Linked DNA regions of Mus musculus: all the other regions are linked to region 2. The links are chromatin contacts, called in public ChIA-PET and Micro-C maps. All regions are on one chromosome and are shown on one strand. The core of a region is the stretch at or near the end of the contact, and the rest is flanking DNA. Distances in the headings are between cores, read along the strand shown.

The links. A called contact is a pair of places that touch in the nucleus more often than the background predicts. ChIA-PET counts read pairs in DNA pulled down with a chosen protein or histone mark.
Region 1: a contact with region 2 is called in an RNA polymerase II ChIA-PET map of effector CD8 T cells, with 445 read pairs. The contact joins the enhancer-like site here to the promoter of Nfkbiz in region 2. A contact is called at or near these places in 2 of 39 promoter capture datasets (the C10 cell line and macrophages), 1 of 15 datasets of contacts at CTCF or cohesin (CD8 T cells), 27 of 484 Hi-C or Micro-C datasets (the 63-12 cell line, B cells, CD4 T cells and 22 more), 11 of 115 datasets of contacts at active chromatin or transcription factors (the 230-238 cell line, CD8 T cells, astrocytes and 7 more) and 3 of 9 other capture datasets (adipose tissue, liver and macrophages).
Region 3: a Micro-C map of brown adipocytes shows a contact between it and region 2, with 2.8 times the contacts expected there. The contact joins the enhancer-like site here to the promoter of Nfkbiz in region 2. A contact is called at or near these places in 1 of 39 promoter capture datasets (macrophages), 1 of 15 datasets of contacts at CTCF or cohesin (CD8 T cells), 23 of 484 Hi-C or Micro-C datasets (3T3-L1-derived adipocytes, the 63-12 cell line, B cells and 17 more), 12 of 115 datasets of contacts at active chromatin or transcription factors (the 230-238 cell line, CD8 T cells, astrocytes and 7 more) and 4 of 9 other capture datasets (adipose tissue, liver, macrophages and 1 more).

Annotation. Positions count from the first base shown.
Region 1 is chr16:55,753,229-55,757,012 of GRCm38.p6, reverse strand. No RefSeq gene overlaps it. Among named protein-coding and RNA genes, the nearest start is that of Nfkbiz, 67 kb to the left of the region's middle. Within about 2 kb of position 2,427, at least 143 of the 459 cell types and tissues checked have an H3K27ac peak or open chromatin away from gene starts, as enhancers often do. A contact at or near this core is called in the 230-238 cell line, the 63-12 cell line, B cells and 19 more, where this site is marked.
Region 2 is chr16:55,820,535-55,824,026 of GRCm38.p6, reverse strand. It overlaps Nfkbiz (nuclear factor of kappa light polypeptide gene enhancer in B cells inhibitor, zeta), which reads left to right and starts at 1,889. Exons shown (of 12, transcript NM_001159394.1): 1 at 1,889-2,259. The coding sequence starts at 1,974.
Region 3 is chr16:55,729,636-55,733,304 of GRCm38.p6, reverse strand. No RefSeq gene overlaps it. Among named protein-coding and RNA genes, the nearest start is that of Nfkbiz, 91 kb to the left of the region's middle. Within about 2 kb of position 2,049, at least 70 of the 459 cell types and tissues checked have an H3K27ac peak or open chromatin away from gene starts, as enhancers often do. A contact at or near this core is called in the N1E-115 cell line, the NIH/3T3 cell line, adipose tissue and 9 more, where this site is marked.

The DNA.
Region 1 (3,784 bases), core at 1,178-3,677, 68 kb after region 2:
TTGTGGATGTGGACTGGCCACACCTGGAATCGAGGATGGGCTGTAGCTGGTGCCAACTGAGCATGTGCAGAAAGCCCGAGTTCATGAAAGAGTAAGTGAGAGCAATGAAAAAAGTTATTGTGAAAGAAGGGAAACTGGTTTTATACGTGCTTCTTAGTAAATGCTGATTTTAATGAAGCTGAGTTGAACTTTGTGGAATTAAAAAAGGACAAGGAAAGAAATGGGGACAGAGACAGAGTCAGGGATGCAGGAGGAACGATAGAAAGATGGCGGGAGGTGTAGGTGATCAGTGGTGCGCCTATTTATCTGAACTAGCAGAAAAGGACTTATTAAATCTGAAAAAGTCAATTCTTAGGTGAAAACCTATGAAAAGATTGTATGAATGATTAATATTTTTAGTTTAAAAATTGTATGGATATTTGTGTTTTGCCAGCACATATGTAGGTACACCATATGCATGCTTGGTACCCAAGGGGGTCAGAAAAAGTCATTGGATTCTCTAGAACTGCTGGAAATAGAACCTGGGTCCTCTGCAAGAGCTGTAAGTGCTCTTAACTGATGAGCCATTTCTCTAACTTCGTCATGAACGCTTTTAGAGTTTTTCTGACCAACGATAAATTGGTGAAATTTTTTTTAAAGGATTAGATGTGTGAGGGAAAGATGGCTGACACTTAATACAGGAAGTAAAAAATTAAAACACTTAAGCCAGGCTTGGCAGCTCATATCTGTAATCCCTGCACCTGGGAGGCTGAGGCAGGAGAGGAGGACCAGGAGGTTAACGCATCCTTGGCTGCATAGAGTGAGTTTAAAGCCAGGATGGGCCATAGGAGACCTTATTTCAAAAAATAAAAATGAGAGAGAGAGAGAGAGACAGACAGACAGACAGACAGACAAAGTTAAAGACATATTAGAGGTGTTGATAAGATCATCCAGAGGAGACACAGAGCTCAGGGGGAGACTTCAGGGGCTTTCAAGGGTAATTTGAGTTGCATGAGATTTCCCCCCACCATTCTTTGGGTTTACATGCCCCATCTTGGAATAAGATGTGACTCTATAGAGAAGAAAGTCAAGAAATAAGGAAGGAAAGAAAGAAGAAAGAGAAGACTAGAATTTTATCTGAGTTTACTCTAAAGTTGGTTGTTAGAGGGATAGAGAGAAGAAGAGGTTCTGCTGTCTCGCTTTCTAGATGATAAGTATTCAGGAAGGACCCTTGAACTTGAACAGAACCAAAGTCTCAATTTCAGTTATGAAATCTAAGCAGTGTGTAGTATTGGCATTAGAGAATAAGGAGGTCTTAAGCTTCCTTTTCACACAGCTGATGCTTCCGCAGGAGTTTCCAGTGTCTACTAAATGTCTTCTAACTTCTCATCACAGTTTGCATGCCATTTGAAGCCTCTGTGAAGGTTTTAGACTTCCTGGCTCCTCTGTGCACTGTTTATGTAAGTCGCTGCCATTGGCAGGCCAGAGTGGGAACACATGTTCTCACAGCCATGAGAAGAGGTAACTATGGTATCGAAGGCTGGAGTTGAGAACAGACACACGTTGACACTGATTCAGTGTGCCCTGGGACACACCAGGATGCCTTTCAAAAACGAGATGAAGGTTGATACAAAGACAAATGTGTTTCTTTGCTGCTGGGGCCAGATTTCAGGCTTTCTCTTGGGATTTGTGGCCTTAGTTTTGTGTGTCAGGGTGCCCGTTTAGTAAGGACATCCAATGAACTGTGCTATGGTTCTGGTTCACACTTACTGAGAAACCACTGAAGCTTTCTTTCTTCTTCTTCTTCTTCTTCTTCTTCTTCTTCTTCTTCTTCTTCTTCTTCTTCTTCTTCTTCTTCTTTTTTTCCCCCACTCTAAAAGGAAGATGAGCAACAGACAAGTAATTATGACGTTGCCACCTATATAACATAGGAAGCCACTTTTGTGACCTCATCATGAATTCTGAAATGTGTTACTGACTCGCATGCACTCATTACTGTAAGAGTTCCCAGACCTATTTATCTAACTTTGCATTCCAAGGAAAAAAGAGTTTATTTAGGGAGTTTTCATGTAACAATGCAGTTAAGTAGGTTCTGCTTCCAGGCTAGTCAGTGTGGAAAACTTGGGATCCAATCTCTACTGTCTTCCATGGTCCAGACCAGTAAGGAGAGCAGTTTCCCTACTCTCTTTCCCTTTTATCCCTGATCAGTTGATTGTTACAGTGCACCTGACAGTTCAACGAAGATGAACGATGGTTAAAATGCAAACACCTGGCCATTCATTCACTGGCTTAATGATGGAAAGGACCCAAGTTGGTTTTTACACCACTGGGATTGAAATTTCACAGACCCGGGATGACTCACCGCTTTGCTGTGTCATGAGTTTCATTCTGAAATGAAATACACTCTGTGGTTTCACTTGAGGCTTCGTGTTGATGCAAAAAGGAAATGAGCCCATATTGGGAAGTCGGGTTGAAATACACATATTGTACCAAGTTGTTGCTCAGCCATCCTTACACCCTGTGCTTCGGTCTTACCGCGCATCCTTACAGGATAGGCTTTGGTGTCATCACACTGTTTTATCATCAGTTCACACCTGTCTATCCTCCTCCCTTGTCTGAGAATCGGGTGAAGCAACCAGAATGTACTCAGAGAGCAGCCTGTGAATGAGCCACTGACTATCATTTCTGTGTGGATGACGTTCTTCCTGGGTTGGCACTGAGAAGAGAATGCTCATCTTTTTTTTTTTTTTCTTTTTCTTTTTGGTTTTCCCGAGACAGGGTTTCTCTGTGTAAGCCCTGGCTGTCCTGGAACTCACTCTGTAGACCAGGCTGGCCTCGAACTCAGAAATCCACCTGCTTCTGCCTCCCAAGTGCTGGGATTAAAGGAGTGCTCCACCACCACCCGGTGAGAACGCTCATCTTTATGGTGCCTCCACTCTCGTGAAAATAGTCTTGTTTTACGAAGACCATTTTCATTTTCAATAGTCCATTGTCATTTCATAATAGTAGTTACATCTTCAAACTTGGATAGTCCCCAAGACCAATGAGCAGTGAGAACAGGGAAGAGGAGCAGAAATAAAGCTGTGGTGGAGAATGAAAACAAAACAGAGCAAAACCACCCAAGGCCTTCTACATTCGAGGCAAACACCCTAATACTAGGCCATACCCTCATTTCCAAATATCAATCTTTTAGAAACATATTTTAATATTTCAAACTTATTTTCACATTTTTGCATATGTGCAATGTTCCAGACAACTCTCAGGGTGTTTTATATCCGATTTCCAAGACTGTTAGGGCGAGGTACCAGGCCAGAAAGAGAACAAAAATAAATCCTGTATTGAACAAAATCCAACTAAGTTGTTCCCTTTAGCGTTTAGATAGACAACTTTTCATTCAAAGCCAGATCAACGCTGGTTCCTCCCTTACTCTGAGACCCTAGGGAAGTCACATGACCCAGTCCTGATTTGCTTATTTCCAGGCTGGGAAGTATAATGGTAACTCATACCTCAGCATGAGGCTGTTATGAGGATCAAATGAAATCATCCATTCACCTCACACTTTCAACCCAGAGTACCAATAAATGTGAGCAATAAAAAGTGGGAGCAGGAAGCATCAGGAATAAGTCTCTGAGAGCTGTTTTCAATCTTATTATCTGATTGATTTAGTGTGTGTGTGTGACGTAATGTGGAGTGGGCATGTATCTTTGTGTATGTGATTGTGGGGTGGGTAGAGGTTAACGGTGGACATCTTCCTCTAGCACTCTCCACCTTATTTTTTGAGACAGAGTCTCTCATTGTACCTTAA
Region 2 (3,492 bases), core at 640-3,139:
GAAGGAAGGGCTGTATTTACACCAATCACAACAGTGTTCCATCTGCAGCAGTTGCAGCAGTCTCTCCTAGACTACCACCAGGGGACAGGCCTTCAATCTGGCCGGAGTGGGAAGGGTTCCTGGGTGGGGGTGGGGGTGGGGGAGAAGTGTGGCTCTGAGGCTGCATCTTCAGAAGCTGGAGTAGTGTTTTAGAAGCTACAGCCGCCATGTAGCTCTCTGGAGTGTTGAATGTGGTTTGACAGTTCTTTTCTCTCAAGGCTGCCTGCGCACAGAACAAGAGCCTAACAGCTAACAATTAGGGGAATCAAATCCCCTCACCTCCCCATATTTGTTTATTTCCAGAAAACAAGCAGCTGTGCGAACGGCAAGGCGTCATTGATATTAATTTTAGCTGTGCTTTTAGTCATGCTCCACACCTGCCTAGCCCTGTAGCACCTGTGGGCTGCCTGCTGCTTACCCCCGTCAGCAATGCTAGATTTGTGGATTCTGCCTAGCAGAGCCATTTACTTACGTAATGATCTAGTTATTTCTACTTACCTCTTTGCCACTATCTCTTCTTCTAGGTCACTTTTTTTTTCCTTCTTCTTAGGCCACTAGGACTCCCCTCAGTCTCATCTTCTCTAAAACTGTTTCATTTCTGCCAGCTTCAGATTCCCTCACGTTAAAGTTCTAGTAACTTCGCTGGTCCCTGTAGGTGCTCCGCTCAGGTTACCTTTCACATTTATGCTATTTTCCCTTTGGCAGTCCTAAAAGGCACTGCGGATTCTTCCCTGACTCCTGGCCTTAATTCTTGGCAGATGATTTTCCTGCAAACGCTTTAGGGCCATCCTTTAGGGCTCATCTCATTCTTTGCGAAGACTTCCCCCTTCTCCCCCTCTCCACAAGAAAGTCTCTTTTTAGGCTGTTCACTGAACTTTGTACCTCTCACGATGTTTAATCATAGTCAGTTTCTTTTCATCGGTGTGTGTATACCTTATCCCCACGTGTTAAGATGTTACTTGAAAATTTAGACTTAATCATTCATTCTTTCTCTCCCTTAAAAATAAACTTCCCTTGACGGTTCGCTAGTTGGATTTGCGGCGGAAGTATAAACATTGAAAAAAGTATTCAAGGTAGAGGCATCAAAATCCCTGTGTTTATCAGGACTAGGTCAAGTTGTGCAGAATAAAACGTTACATAATACGTAAAAAATAATATAAAACATACAAAGAATATACACGCATATATGCGTATTCATCATTTTGCTAGAAGCTTTTTTCTAGTATTGAAGGATACGAAAGGGTAGTCATTGCTGTTTATTCTAATACTGTACTAAAAAAAAAAAAAAGATTGCTTATGGCCCAGATATGAAGTTAGAGAAACTGCAAGAGCTCTGAAATTGAGTCCAGGCCAGAAAGTCCGCGGGCAACCGCTTCCAGGTTTGGAGGCGGGCTAAATGTTGGAGGCAAGGGAGGAGACTGAACTCTGCACGCACCGCTCTGGCTTCCCACTCCCCGAACTGGGCGGACCTGTTCTTGCAGCAGCCCGGGGCTCCCGCTCGCCCCCGGGCATCGCAGCCCCTGCGCAGACAGCGGTTGCCGCGGACCCCGGGCCCCTGGGGATGCGGTGCGTCCAGCGAAGGCCAACCGGGGAAACTTGGAGCTGGCCCCGACGGGGGTTCGGGGCGCGGGTGCTAGCCGGGGTTTCCAGGTGAGCCGCCGGAAAACAACCGGTCGGCCCGGGCGGGGCGGGGCGAGGGCGGAGGGCACATTGCCTCATCCCGGGCATTTTACTGGAAACTAGACACATCCGGAGGCGGGGCGGGAGGCAGCCCAGGCGCCGCCTCACCGGGCGGAGCGCGGAGGAGGAGGTCAGTTCATTTAAATAGCCCGGTCCCCTCCGGGCGCGCACGTACTAGTCGCTCTGCCGCAGCCAACCGCGTAGCCATCCGGTGGCGCAGGTGTCTGGGGACCCCGAGCGCCTAGCCTGGGAGCATGATCGTGGACAAGCTGCTGGACGACAGCCGCGGCGGAGAGGGGCTGCTGGACGCGGCCGGCGACTGCGGCCTCATGACCAGCCCGCTCAACCTGGCTTACTTCTACGGCGCCTCGCCTCCTTCCGCCCCCGGCGCCGGCGACACCGGCTACCTGTCCGCCGTGCCCTCCGCGCCCGGCTCGCCCGGCTCCGACTCCTCCGATTTCTCCTCCACTTCCTCCGTGTCCTCCTGCGGGGCCGTGGAGTCCCGTCCCAGAGGTGGCGCCCGCGCCGAGCGCCCTCAAGGTACCCACCCGCGAGATTCCTTGCCCCTCTATTCGGGGTTCACACGCTGGGAGGATGGGGAGGGACTTCCCTCCACCCCCCCCCCCCCCCATAGTCGAGACGTTAAGCGGCCCCTGTGACTTCCTTAGCGGCCGGACAGACGCGAATAGTCATGAGTGATTAGATGCCTTGTCCTGATTCTGGCACGTTGTCCTTGCCTAGACCTCTGCGGAGTCCAGCGCCCAAGGGACCCTGAGGGCTAGCGCGCTGGCTTCCTGGAAAAGAACTTGAGAGCCTCGGATTCTCTTTTCTTCCATCTCATAACCTTTTCCCTTTTCACTTCTCCCCCGACCTCCGAATTCAAGAACCTCTGAGAAATTATAACACTATTATGAGGTTTTTGGAGCTGATGGAGAGAGATGTAGTTTCCTTCTTGTAACTCTTTCAGTGAGAAGCAGTGGCAGAGGGTAAAGCGTTGGGAACTGGATTTTTAAGACACCCGTATTCCTAATCTATTTGTAGGGATGAATCAAAGAAAACCCACTTTTCGGGACGTAGAGGAAAGCCTGGTTCAGAAAAGTGATTTAGTGTTCTGCGCTTAGTTTACGATGTTGGCGGTTCAGAGGCCTGCTCAGAATTCTGATTTTCTCTGTGTGCTTGAGAATGGAAAAGTTACATCTAGCGAAGCCCTTTCTTTAGCTGCGGGTTGTATGGTTTCCTTTCTTCACGAACCGAGTTGCATAATTTGGGGGGGTGGGGGAGGGAGAAACAGGATGCAGCTGTGGGTAGATTTAAACACCGCCTAAATTTTCTCAGTTGTTGGAGCTTCTCATCGCAATTATTTTAAAGAATGACCCCTTGCTGTTCCTTAACACTGGCTACTCATAAGCTTTGGTTGTCTTTTATTTTTAAAAAGTTATTTTTTGATTTAAAACACTGTGCCTTAAGCCACAGTGTTGCCCACAGCTCCCTGAAAAGCGCGGTGTGCGTGCTTTGACAGCCCTTTCTGAAGTTTGTAGGCCCGTGGACATCTGGCTGAACCCATCGATTGTTTCTAGTTCTTGGTTTACCACACAAGCCATGGGAGATTCCTGAAAGTGCGTTTTCTTCTCCCTATGACGTGGGCATGGAAGTTTTAACTCTTGTCACTCCAGAGGAGTGCTGTTAGAGTCTGGCCATTGGGGTGTTTGTGGGAATTCCTGAACTTGAATAGAAAGGCTATTTAATCATTTTATTTGCCCTCGTCACTGTCTC
Region 3 (3,669 bases), core at 800-3,299, 91 kb after region 2:
TTTCTGTCCTTTCTCCAGTGTCCAGCTGGCATCCTGATCTGAGGGTCTCCCTCTTATGCCAGCTGCCTTATCCTTAATCCTTTATAGCCATCTCTCCCAAGAAGCTTCCAGTTGACCAACTTCCTCATGGAAGAGCTCACACAAGGTCCCAGTACAGCATTGTAGGTAAGACAAGTACACAAGGAATATAGACTTGTTTCCAAACAGGCATGCAACTTTAAACTTAAAAAGTGTCTATTTAGTATTTTCTATTGGATGCTCTTTCCATGAAGCAAGCAAGTATCACCTTCAACATAATTCTTCGCCTAGTTATCTGAACACAGTGATGAATAGCAGTGCTTAAGGGAATAACAAAATACTAGTTCTAAAGTGGGAGTGACAGAAATTTATTGGAGGTTTTCTCTGTACCAGGCTTAAGTACTTCGTGAGTATTTTTCTTAGTCCTCATAGCATCTCTGTGGAGAAGGTACTGCTGTCATTTTACATTTTCAAGTAAAAGGAGAAGTTAAAAAAAAATTACTCAAGGTTGCCCTGGGGCCAGTGAGCAGGCACACAAAGCTTTGAGTTCATGGGATTATGCTGTTCTTGTGTTTCATTGAAAGGTGATTTTGGAATTAGGGTAGACTGTAGTCATCCTGAGAAGTTTCAAGTTTGAAGAACGTTCCAGCTCATGGGCTGGAGATTCTATAGGCTAGGTCAGATCACAGCCCATCAGAGCTCACGAGTTTTAAGCGTTCAAAATGTCATTTTATTTTATGGTAATGGGTATGTGCTTGAGTGTATGTATGTGCACCGCAGACCTGCATGAGCCTGCAGATGTCGAAAGAGACCATCAGATCCTTTCAAATTGGAGTCACATGCATTTGTGTGCCACCATGTAGGTTCTAGAAACTAAAGTCAGGTCCTCTGCAAGAACACGAGGCGTTTCGAACTGCTGAGCCATCTCCCCAGCCCCGAGTTTTAAGCATTTTACAGAGCATTGCAAGACATTTCTGAAAAAGAAAGCTGATAGCTTTAAGATAAGCTCTCTTATTAGCGCCTGTGGTCTAAGGTTATAGAGCAAAAAACCAACACAGAAAGAAACTAGGCACAAAAAGTCATAGATCCTATTACTGCATTTGTTTAAAGCACTCAGAGTAGGTGATCCCATAGGAAAAGGAGGCCCTGCAGTTCTTAGTGCCTGGCTTACTGAAGATTGTGCTGTCAGTGCTAATAAGAGGTTCATTACTTGGGTGACTAACAATGTTCTGAAATTAAGTAGGAGTAATGGTGCCTTTATATTGAAAATATGCATTGTGTGGACACTTTTAAAAGGGTTTATAGTATGGTAATCATATATCAATAAAATCGTAGTTGAGAATTAAAAATAGGTTTATAGCTTAATAGCCTTCCAGGTTTTTCATTAAAGACTCAAAAACCTATTGACTTAGATGAAACTTCTCTTGTAGACTTTTAATGTTTGAATTATAATTCAGCACTAACTTCTCACCTTGTCTTCTAAGAGGCTGAATAGCCTTTCATATGCTAAAATATATGCATATACTCTACACCTACAGATGTTTTTAAAGGCTTCATAGCAATCCACTTGGATGTGGGTGTGTAAGCCTAGAGGTAATCAAGTTCTCAGCTCTTGACTTGTTTCTATAGACTTTTGATGGTGTCACAGTGGCTACCCAGACATGATGACCCAGACAACACCCTGTTCATAGATGGAGTTTGAGCAACTTCTGCCTCCAATTATCCGGCACGGACATTGATGAAAACTGTTTGCAGGGAGCTCAGCGGTTGTGCTGATGACCTGCCCTTTTTTTCTCCCAAGTGTGGGGATCTATTCATGGTGGAGACCAGGAGAGCTCTGATTCTTTCTGTGTTTACTTGTTCATCTAGGCCACTTCTGTAGGCCAGCCTTCTGACAGGAAAGCCTCCTGCTTCTGTTCCACCCCAGCTGAGGCAGCGAGTTGCTGCAGGGCTCTGGTATGAGATGGTGTAGTGTTTGTGTTTCAATCCTCCTAACGAGAACGGGGCTAATGACAGTGAGTCCAGATGTGCTTATGTGGAAAGAGCTTGACGGGACCATGAATCACTATTTCCAGTACTAGGCGTAGGGAGGTGCACAGGCAGTAATAACAGGGCCTGGACGAGCTCCAGACCTCTCAAGTCCTGGTGAAGGATTCTTTCCACTTTGACTTTCCATAAGCAGCGACATGATCAATCCCGGGTGTATTTCCAAATTTTCAGTTCTGTGATTTATGAACCCAGATCCTTCTCCTCTGTTTTTTGCACTTCTGCACTTCCCTTTGGAGGCTCTTGTCCAGCCAGGTTTCTGTGGGTACAGTAATATTCTGTCAGGGTTTTATGGCAGTCCTCAAAAATGAAACTGGTTTCACTTCTAGTGTTTTTAGCATTTAAAACAAAACAAAACAAAACAAAAGGTGTTTTTAAGCATTGTTGTGATATTTGGGAGATCTTAAGGTCCCGAAGATGAAGCCGATGCCAGCACGGAGTGTCAGCACTCTAGCAGAGTACGCTTAAGACTGGGCAAGAAAGTCAGATGAGCAGCTTCAGGATGCTTGTGCAAGGAAGACAGGGGGTGGGGGTGGGGTAGCTTCCCTAAGTGGATAAAATCCAAGCTGTGACGGAAAGAAAAAAATAGCAATTGGAATAAAAAAATTACTTTTGTTGTTTTTTTTTTTTTGTCACTTATTCACGTGGACATGAGTCTCTAAGGTTAGCATGGAGATGCTTTACCACGATGCTTGCAGAACAAGGAGAGGCAGGTACAGATTGGTCCTTGAGCTTCATGCTGGAAGCTTACCAGGGAAGCTTAGGGCTTAGCTTGGATACTGTTTCAGCAACACGCCACAGTTGAGAGCTAAATGGGAACCACTGCTGAGCTTTGCATCCGAGAAAAGATAGTTGTGGCTGTAAAGTTCCACCCAATAATAGTATTGGTAGGCTATTAAAATGGATTAATTTTGTTATTGGACAATTTCATACATTGTATTTAATGTGTTCTAATTACTCCTCTTAATTACCTTCCCATAACTATCAACTTGCATCTCCCTTCTGCCTATCCCTACCCTGCCTTTTCTCATCCCACCCCTTCATTCTGTCCCCACCCCTTCTTCGTACCAATCCCTTTCCCAGATTAATAATTTCTGCCTTAGTTTTGTGATTCATTTAGCTTAACCAGGGCCATCTGTGAACATTGCATTGGTGCGATCCATTGGCTCCTGGTAGGATCCTCAGTGAGCACACAAAGGAAGGCCATGCTGCCATTTCTTCCTGAGTGTATCCATGGCAAATAGTTCAGCAGTGATGGGTAGGGATTGCTGAGCCCCTCCATGCCTGACTTTGAGGGACCCATTCTTATGCAGACCCAGTGTGAGTGTTTGTAGCTACTATACTTTGTGATTTTGACAGCGATGTCTTTCCCAGACAGTGACATTTCACATGCCTCTTGCCCATCTTCTTGTTCTTGTAGTTTCTCAGGCCCCTCTTCTGCAATGTTCTATGAACCTTCGATGGGATAGTACAAATGTCTTATTTAGGTCTAAACCTTCATCTTTTACTTTTTCTTATCACTGTGTGCAGCCGTGACTCTATATTCACCATTGTTCACTGGAAAGAAAGACTTCTTTGATTAAAGTTAAGCATATCTTTTATGAG